Linked DNA regions of Sus scrofa: regions 1 and 2 are each linked to region 3. Evidence: chromatin contacts called from public Hi-C data. All regions are on one chromosome and are shown on one strand. Each heading gives the region's core, a stretch centred on a gene start, on an enhancer-like site or on the middle of the called end of the contact. The rest is flanking DNA. Distances are from core to core; before and after follow the strand shown.

Evidence for each region. Hi-C and Micro-C count contacts between places; a contact is called where the count stands out from the background.
Region 1: a Hi-C map of liver shows a contact between it and region 3, with 5 times the contacts expected there. The contact joins two enhancer-like sites. A contact is called at or near these places in 1 of 5 promoter capture datasets (liver), 7 of 47 Hi-C or Micro-C datasets (epiblast stem cells, fetal liver, liver and 1 more) and 1 of 2 datasets of contacts at active chromatin or transcription factors (alveolar macrophages).
Region 2: a contact with region 3 is called in a Hi-C map of liver, with 2.9 times the contacts expected there. The contact joins two enhancer-like sites. A contact is called at or near these places in 7 of 47 Hi-C or Micro-C datasets (fetal liver, liver and subcutaneous adipose tissue) and 1 of 2 datasets of contacts at active chromatin or transcription factors (alveolar macrophages).

Annotation. Positions count from the first base shown.
Region 1 is chr1:29,256,539-29,259,238 of Sscrofa11.1, reverse strand. No RefSeq gene overlaps it. Among named protein-coding and RNA genes, the nearest start is that of ALDH8A1, 200 kb to the right of the region's middle. Within about 2 kb of position 1,253, at least 4 of the 83 cell types and tissues checked have an H3K27ac peak or open chromatin away from gene starts, as enhancers often do. A contact at or near this core is called in liver, where this site is marked.
Region 2 is chr1:29,231,647-29,234,346 of Sscrofa11.1, reverse strand. No RefSeq gene overlaps it. Among named protein-coding and RNA genes, the nearest start is that of ALDH8A1, 170 kb to the right of the region's middle. Within about 2 kb of position 1,361, at least 2 of the 83 cell types and tissues checked have an H3K27ac peak or open chromatin away from gene starts, as enhancers often do. A contact at or near this core is called in liver, where this site is marked.
Region 3 is chr1:29,160,953-29,163,652 of Sscrofa11.1, reverse strand. No RefSeq gene overlaps it. Among named protein-coding and RNA genes, the nearest start is that of ALDH8A1, 100 kb to the right of the region's middle. Within about 2 kb of position 1,447, at least 5 of the 83 cell types and tissues checked have an H3K27ac peak or open chromatin away from gene starts, as enhancers often do. A contact at or near this core is called in liver, where this site is marked.

The sequences.
Region 1 (2,700 bases), core at 4-2,503, 96 kb before region 3:
TTTCACTTTGTAGGGCCATACCTGTGGCTTATGGAAATTCCCAGTCTAGGGGTTGAATTGAATCAGAGCTACAGCTGCCACCTAAACCTCAGCAATGCAGGATCCAAGCCGTGTTTGCAACCTAAAGCACAGCCCACAGCTACATGGGATCCTTAACCCACTGAGCGAGGCCAGGGATCAAACCCACATCCTCATGGATCCTAGTCAGGTTCATTAACCACTGTGCCATGAAGGGAATTCCTCTTCTTCTTCTTCTTCTTTTTTTTTTTTTTTTTTTTAGCTGTGCCTGCAGCATTTGGAAGTTCCTGGGCTCAGGATAGAACCTGTGCCATAGCAGTGACAAAGCCAGGCCTTTAACCCACTGAGCCACAAGAGAACTCTGCACTTTCCCTTTAAGACAACTTACTATACTCTATAATTACCCTATGTATTTTCTTCTATCTTCCTATATGAAAATCTAAACTTCTGAGAACAGGGAATGTTATTAGCTTCCCATCATGTCCTCTTTCTCTAACCTAGAACATTTCCTGAACAATTGGGAAAATTGATTAAAATTCGTTAGGAAATGCTGCATACCATTAGAATCCACCAGCTCAGGGCTGCCTGTGTCAGGATGTGGGGAAAGGCTGAGTGAAAACAGAATAAAGCACTGTTCCCAAGCCAGGTGCCTGTCAGCAGGACAAATTTGCAAGCACTCTTTGACCTGGCAAATCAGTGTTCAGGAACAGAGGGTGAACATGCTTGGTTAGGAAGTTCCATGGGTGAGTCAGGGGCATCTTAGTCTCAGCAGGATCAGAAAGAGCCTTTCCTTTGTCACTGGAGTCACCACGGCTCACAGTGGACAGTTATGGGGTGATAACATGTGGTCAGAGCAAGGCTTCAACCCTCCTGTTATAGGAGAAGTAGCTAGCAGAGGTACCCTGACAGATGAGAGTAGAGCGCTCAGAAATGATGTTTTGTTCCTGCTGTGGTGCAGTGGGTTAAGAATCCAACTATAGTGGCTCGGGTCACTGTGGATGCATGGGTTTGATCCCAAGCCCAGCACAGTGGGTTAAAGGGTTCAATGTTGCTGCACTTGTGGCATAGGTCACAGCTGCGGCTCAGATTCAATCCTTGTCCCAGTAAGTTCCATATGCCGTGCGTGTGGCCATTAAACAAAACAAAACAAAAAAAGTGCTGGTTTGCTACAACCCAACCTTCCAGGGCAGCATATGAGGCAACTCAGATCAAAGGTCTTGAGCTTTTGTGAGGGGGGGAGCGGGTGTCTGTTTAAAATAGCTCTTTTTAGGAGTTCCTGTTGTGGCTCAGTGGTAGTGAACACAACTGGTGTCCATGAGGATACAAGTTCGATCCCTGGCCACGCTCAGTGGGTTAAGGATCTGGCATTGCCATTAGCTGTGGTGTAGGTCACAGACACAGCTCAGATCTGGCATTGCTGTGACTGTGGCATAGGCTGGCGGCTGCAGCTTCGATTTGACCCCTAGCTTGGGAACCTCCATATGCTGCAGGAGGTGCAGCCCTGAAAAGCATAAATAAATAAATAAATAAATAAATAAATAAATAAATAAATAAAACAGCTCTTTTTATAAAAGTAGAATATAGTAGAAAACTTGGAAAATATAGGAAAAATATAAAGGAGACATTTTAGTACCAAAAAAAAAAAAAATCACCATAGCCACTAATACATATATTGAGGGTTTACAATCTGTCAAGCATTTTCCTACGCGCCTCACATGTATGTATTTATTTAATTCTCACAACAACCCAATGAGGTGTTTTCCTGACCATTTTACAGCTGAGAAAACTGAGGCACGGGGGAGTTAGGAAATTTGCCCTAAATCATGCAATCCTAGGATTTTAATTTAGCAGCGTTCCTCCAGAACACACATTCTTGGCTCTGGGCGGTTGTATATATTCACATCTGTACACATACGCACACATTCGTACATGCAATGGAGCAAAAAGAAGGCTTAAATATTAACAACCTTCCCTCGTCCTTCTATTAAGGAAGAAAGCTCATTTTGGGTTAGCTTCCAGATCTCTGAAAAATAAATAAAATATTTTAGATTCCCCTTTTCTGGTTAAGGTAGAGATGATCTTCCTATTATTGCCAGAAGCTGTGTTTGCTTATTTGTGAAGCCATGACCTGGCGTGTAACTTCATCAAATGTTTGTTCTACGACGGCAGAGTGACCGTATTTCTCTCCCGCCTCCTACACCCCTTTAACCTGCTAAGCTGGCCCTAGATTTGTTAGCTTGGCTGTGATTTTTTTTTTCTAGTCAATGGCTAAATTTTGACAGCTGATACTTTGTTTCAGAATTTTGCCCGATGTTTAATCATTTCTTTGAATACATTTTTTTTCTCATACTGCTCTTGTCTGGTTTTGGCATCAAGGTTGTACTGGACTTATAAAGTGAATTGACAAGTGCTTCCTCTTTTTCTCCTCTCTGAAAGAGTTTACGTTTGGAATTACCAGCACCTTGATCTCACCTATGAGAAAGTCTGGGCCTAGGATTTTGATCACAGGAAGATTTTAAATTTTTAATTCGATACTTTCATGGTTAGTGCACAAGTCAAGCTTTGTTTTATTTTTTGAGTCAGTGCGGATGAAAGTTTATTGTCCCAGGAACAAATCTAATTCTCAAAGGTTTTTAAATTTTATTGGTGTAAACTTACTTTTTTCTCATTTATCTAATTTTG
Region 2 (2,700 bases), core at 112-2,611, 71 kb before region 3:
AGACACAGCTCAGATCTGGCATTGCTGTGGCTATGGTGTAGGCCAGCAGCTACAGCTCTGATTCAACCCCTAGCCTGGCAACCTCTGTATGCCGCAGGTACCACCCTAAAAAGACAAAAAAAAAAAAACCTGAAACTATTTGAAATACACACAGCCAAGCAAAGGACTAGTATCAAGAATATACAAAGTCAATAAGTCAATAAGGAAAGGAAAAACAATCCAATAGAAAAATAGAAAAGGACAAGATCAATCATTTCACAGAAGAGGAAGTACAAATATGGCAAATAAACACGTGAATGAATGTTCAACTTTAGTTAAGGTTAATATAAATCAACTCCACAATGATTTATCATTTTATACTCATTTCCTTGGCAACAGTTAGAGAGTCTGATAATACCTGATGATGGAGAAGGTACACATTCAAAAGACATTACTTAAATATTGCTGGTAGAAGTACAAGTTTGTATAACTATTTGGAGAACATTTTGGCATTAGCTCCTAAAATTTCACTTCCTCATATCCTGTGATCCAACAATTCCATTCCTAGACATAGACTCAAAAAATTCTGAACATGTTCACCAGGAGATATGTACAAGGGTGTTTTTGATCCACAATGACGAAAATCTGGAACTAACCTGAATGCCTGTCAACGAGCAAGGAGAGTAACAACCCGTGATATTGTCAGTCACACGAATGGGATATTAAACAAAGAAAAATGAACTACAGGCAACATGCCACAATATGGCTGAAACTGAAAGATTACTCAGGATGATACCCTATTCTATAAAGTAAAAAAAAGACAAACTTAAAAATCATGCTATTAAGGAATATGTAGAGATTCACTGAAAGAATATAAATAAGGATAGCAAGAGTGAAGAAGTGAGGATTTGGTTACATCAGGAAAAGGGGAACAATGAATGGAATTGTGGAGAACCATTGGTTAGATGAAAGTTATGAGATGGTAGATGCCTGAGTGATTATTGCATTATGAATAATAATCAAACAAAAAGAAAATTAGTACCTTTCATTGACCAATGATGTGTATGTGTCATGAGCCAAAGATTATGCTTGATTCAATTCTAGGCAAAAAAATAAAAGCTTTTTTTTCATTTTTTTAAAATGACACATTGCTAGCCATGCAACAAAAGAGTGCCCAAAGTCATCTAAAAGAGAACTTGCCATCATTTATTTGAGATCGTCCCACCTTCAACCCCATGGGAATAGTAGACACAGTGGAGCGGAATGAAAGTCCTATCTGATCAATAATTAACGAAGCTTCAGGGCACTAGCCAAGCTCGCTGTGCCGGGCAGCAGTTCCTGTTGGATGAGCTCTCCATCAGGAGATATGTGTCCTTAACCATCCTGGAAATGGATCCACCCCTGCACAGGCACGCTCAGAAGGTGTGAATGCCAGAGTCCACTTAGATCGCCTCATGACCCTGCACTGTCAAGTGCAGAGGAGCCAGACCGAGTAACAGAGGTCTACAAAATTAAAGACCCATCATCATGGAGGTCCCGTCGTGGCGCAGTGGTTAACGAATCCGACTAGGAACCATGAGGTTGAGGGTTCGGTCCCTGCCCTTGCTCAGTGGGTTAACGATCCAGCGTTGCCGTGAGCTGTGGTGTAGGTTGCAGATGCGGCTCGGATCCCGCGTTGCTGTGGCTCTGGCGTAGGCCGGTGGCTACAGCTCCGATTCAACCCCTAGCCTGGGAACCTCCATATGCTGCGGGAGCGGCCCAAGAAATAGCAACAACAAAAAGACAAAAAAACCAAAAAAAAAAAACAAAAAACAAATCCGACTAGGAACCATGAGGTTGGGGGTTCCATCCCTGGCCTTGATCAGTGGGTTAAGGATCTGGCATTGCCGTGAGCTGTGTGGTGTGGGTTGCAGACTTGGCTCGGATCCCGAGTTGCTGTGGCTGTGGTGTAGGCCGGTGGCTGCAACTCCGATGATTAGACCCCTAGCCTGGGAACCCCCATATGCCGAGGAAGTGGCTGAGGAAAAGCCAAAAAGACAAAAATAAATAATAATAAATAAATAAAAAATAAAGACTCATCATGGACAAGTCATTTTATAGTCACTGGCCATGTTTCATTTTTCATGTGTTTCATTTTTAGCCAAACCTTTTACTGACCTTCTAAACTGCCAAGTAAAATGTATTGTTTAGTAGAGACACTTGAACAGAAAGGGCCCCACCAACCTTGCAATCACTCTCTTGGTGTCCTGACTGGGCAGAACCGATAAGCCCTGTGCATCACAGGATCTAACAATACCCTGCTCTGGGGAAGCTTATCACCCACAGCACCCAAATATATGTTTCCATGTTCTCTTAACAAAAACAAACCCCCCAAAGTATATTTATTGTAAGAGTCATTTCTGCCTATAAAAAAATGACAGTTTAGGAGTTCCCGTCGTGCCGCAGTGGTTAACAAATCCGACTAGGAACCATGAGGTTGCGGGTTCCGTCCCTGCCCTTGCTCAGTGGGTTAACGGTCCGGCGTTGCCCTGAGCTGTGGTGTAGGTTGCAGATGCGGCTCAGATCCCGAGTTGCTGTGGCTCTGGCGTAGGCCGGAGGCTACAGCTCCGATTTGACCCCTAGCCTGGGAACCTCCATATGCGCGGGAGCAACCCAAGAAATAGCAAAAAGACAAAAAAAAAAAAAAAAAAAAAAAAAAAAAAAGACAGTTTAGAATATTCA
Region 3 (2,700 bases), core at 198-2,697:
TTTGTTATGGCTACCCAAGCAAACTAAGAGATAGGAAACACCTCCCACCTGATGCTCAGATTACTTGTTAGTGTTTCCATTAAAGGGAAAAAAATCAATAAGTAAGTTATCAATAGGTTTTCAGGAAAGGCAGTTGTGATTGTCATAGCTCTAAGGAGATACAAATATCTCTGTAATGAATTAAAAGCTTGCTAAGTTTAAATGATTTTTTTTGATATTTTGAAGAAAAAAATACCAGCCAAAAAAAAAAGGAGAAAAAAATATACCCTTACACATTCTACCCTTATATAGCAGTTGTGTGATATAGATAGTCATGAACCAAAGCTTCACTCCACTTAACCAGCACATGTTATATCCTGGCATGTTATATCCAGGCTTCCAGATAAGAGGGCTTCACATTATTTCCATCCCTGCCTTTGGGGTGTAGAAGTAATTACGCTTCAGCTACATGGTAAACATCATATGATGGCTCCAAAGTCCACATAGATGTTTCAGAAAGAATTTTGCTCTAAGATGTAAATTATTTAATGAAATAAATTGAACCTAAAATATCTTGGTCTTTCAAACAAAAGTACTCCAGAGTAAGAGTTAGAAGTGTTTGTCAGGCATTTGCCAAGTCTTCTCTTTCTTGGAGAGGTATTTGCCACCACACGCTCGTTATTCTGGTTGACAAGTCCTTTGGACTGATTTTTCTTCAGATAATGTACACGCTTTCCAGTATTGATAAGAGATTTTGTTAAACCATATACACACTTTGTATGCATAGTTTGACCCTTCATATTATATAACCTGTTTTAAAGGGCACGTCTCATGAGTGATTTTTATGATGCAAAGATAAGGTATGTGACCAATTAAAAAATACAGAAGTACAAAGATTATGTCAACATAACTTAGTGTTCAGTCAGTTATATAACATCTCCAAATATCTGAATATTTGGCAACATGTTGAAGTATACATGTGTACTTCTCTTAGTCTGACATATCATGATCATTCTATATTTCAAAGTAACCCAATATGAGTTGAAAATACAGTCCATATAATTCAGTGTTTGGCATCAAATGGTGACCCTAGGAGAATCTACGTAGATGTCTAAGAGGTTGGCTTGAGGACTGAAGTCACCTCCCCCAATGTCAGTTGGACCCAGGGGTCACTGATGATATTTCATGCTTCACACTTACCTGTGTAATAACAGGTCAAGCTTAAATTAGGAGAACATGTAGAGGAAAAAGGCAAATAAATCATCTGGAATTATGCCATAGGCTTAACACGCAGTCCACTGATCAAAGTAAAATTTTCCCATGGAGAAACATAGGCCTTGTATATACAAGTGCAGTTAAATCAAACAGAATTACATTTTGGGGTTTTGGCTGATTCACTGCTGCTTATCTACAAAGCCACAGGATGGCAATAGAGAAATTCCTGTTGTGTAACTCTTGTCCAAATGGTTTCATGGAAAAAAGTAATGGGGCCAAATGGCTTTGGTTTTAGTCCAATTTGCCTGAGATCAGGGCATATTTGTGCTTTAGGGAAGCCCATGATCCTTCTGGCTACAAGTATACACAGTCATGGTCTTTCATGATTTGACTCTATCTTTTCAGCCTCCACTTCCACACTGACAATAACCCCTCCCCTCCTCCAAGCCATGATCTTTTAAAAATAATTAAAAACAAATATTCATCAAGGATCTACCAGCAGCCAAGACCTGTTCTTGTTCCTGGAGATGTAAGAGGGACAGAAGCAGAAAAAGATCATTTTTCCATGGAGCTTACATTCTAATGGGTGACAATGACAAATAAAATGAGGTGTGTGGCAGAGATGACCTCTGCCCATCATTTCCAGAGTTGACCTGTCACTGGCAGTGGCCCAGACAGGGACTATAATTCCTGGCCTCCTTTTCACCTATATGTGTGTCTGCTTGACTAACACTTACCAATGTCAGGTGAGCAGAACTGATGTCTGTCACTCCCAGGACAGAGTTTTAGGAACCTACTGATTCTTCTTCCTCTTGTTTCTGCTGGATGCAAAAGACTCTGAGGCTGTGAAGGCAGAGCCTAAAGATAGAAGGATCTGGGTGATCCTTGAATCCCAAATAAAGGAAAACCACCCACCAACCAGGAGCAGCAGTATTGAACTGCTAAGGGAGTGTTTGATAAACCTGAAATGTGTTAAAATAACAGAAATTTGGGAACTGATGTTTACAAACTTTATCATTAACCTAACCAATACTATATGTCTGATGTCATAGCACTACTGAGAAAAATAAATGCTCAAATGGGGAATGAGAATGCAACTGGTGAGGACTTGCAAATCTGAACAAAATGATCAGGAGTTCCCTGGTAGCCTAGCAGTTAAGAATCTGACATTGTCACTGTTGTGGTGTGGGTTCGATCTCTGGCCTCTGAACTTCCAAAAAATAAAACAAAATAAACAGAGTGATCAGAAGAAGACCTCGTGGATATAGAGGCTTGGGCAGAGACTGGAAGTAAATGAAGCCCTTGGGAAAAGCTTTGCAGAAAGAAGCAGCCATAAGTGCAAGGGTTCTGAGAAGGGGGCACACCTGTCATGTCCAAGGAACATCAAGGAGGCCAGGAGGCCTGGAGGGAAGTGAACAATGTCATGGGGTGGCCAGTAGAAGTTGAGGTCAGAAAGAACTCAGAGAACCCAATCATACAGGGCTTTGAGGATATTATGAGATCTTT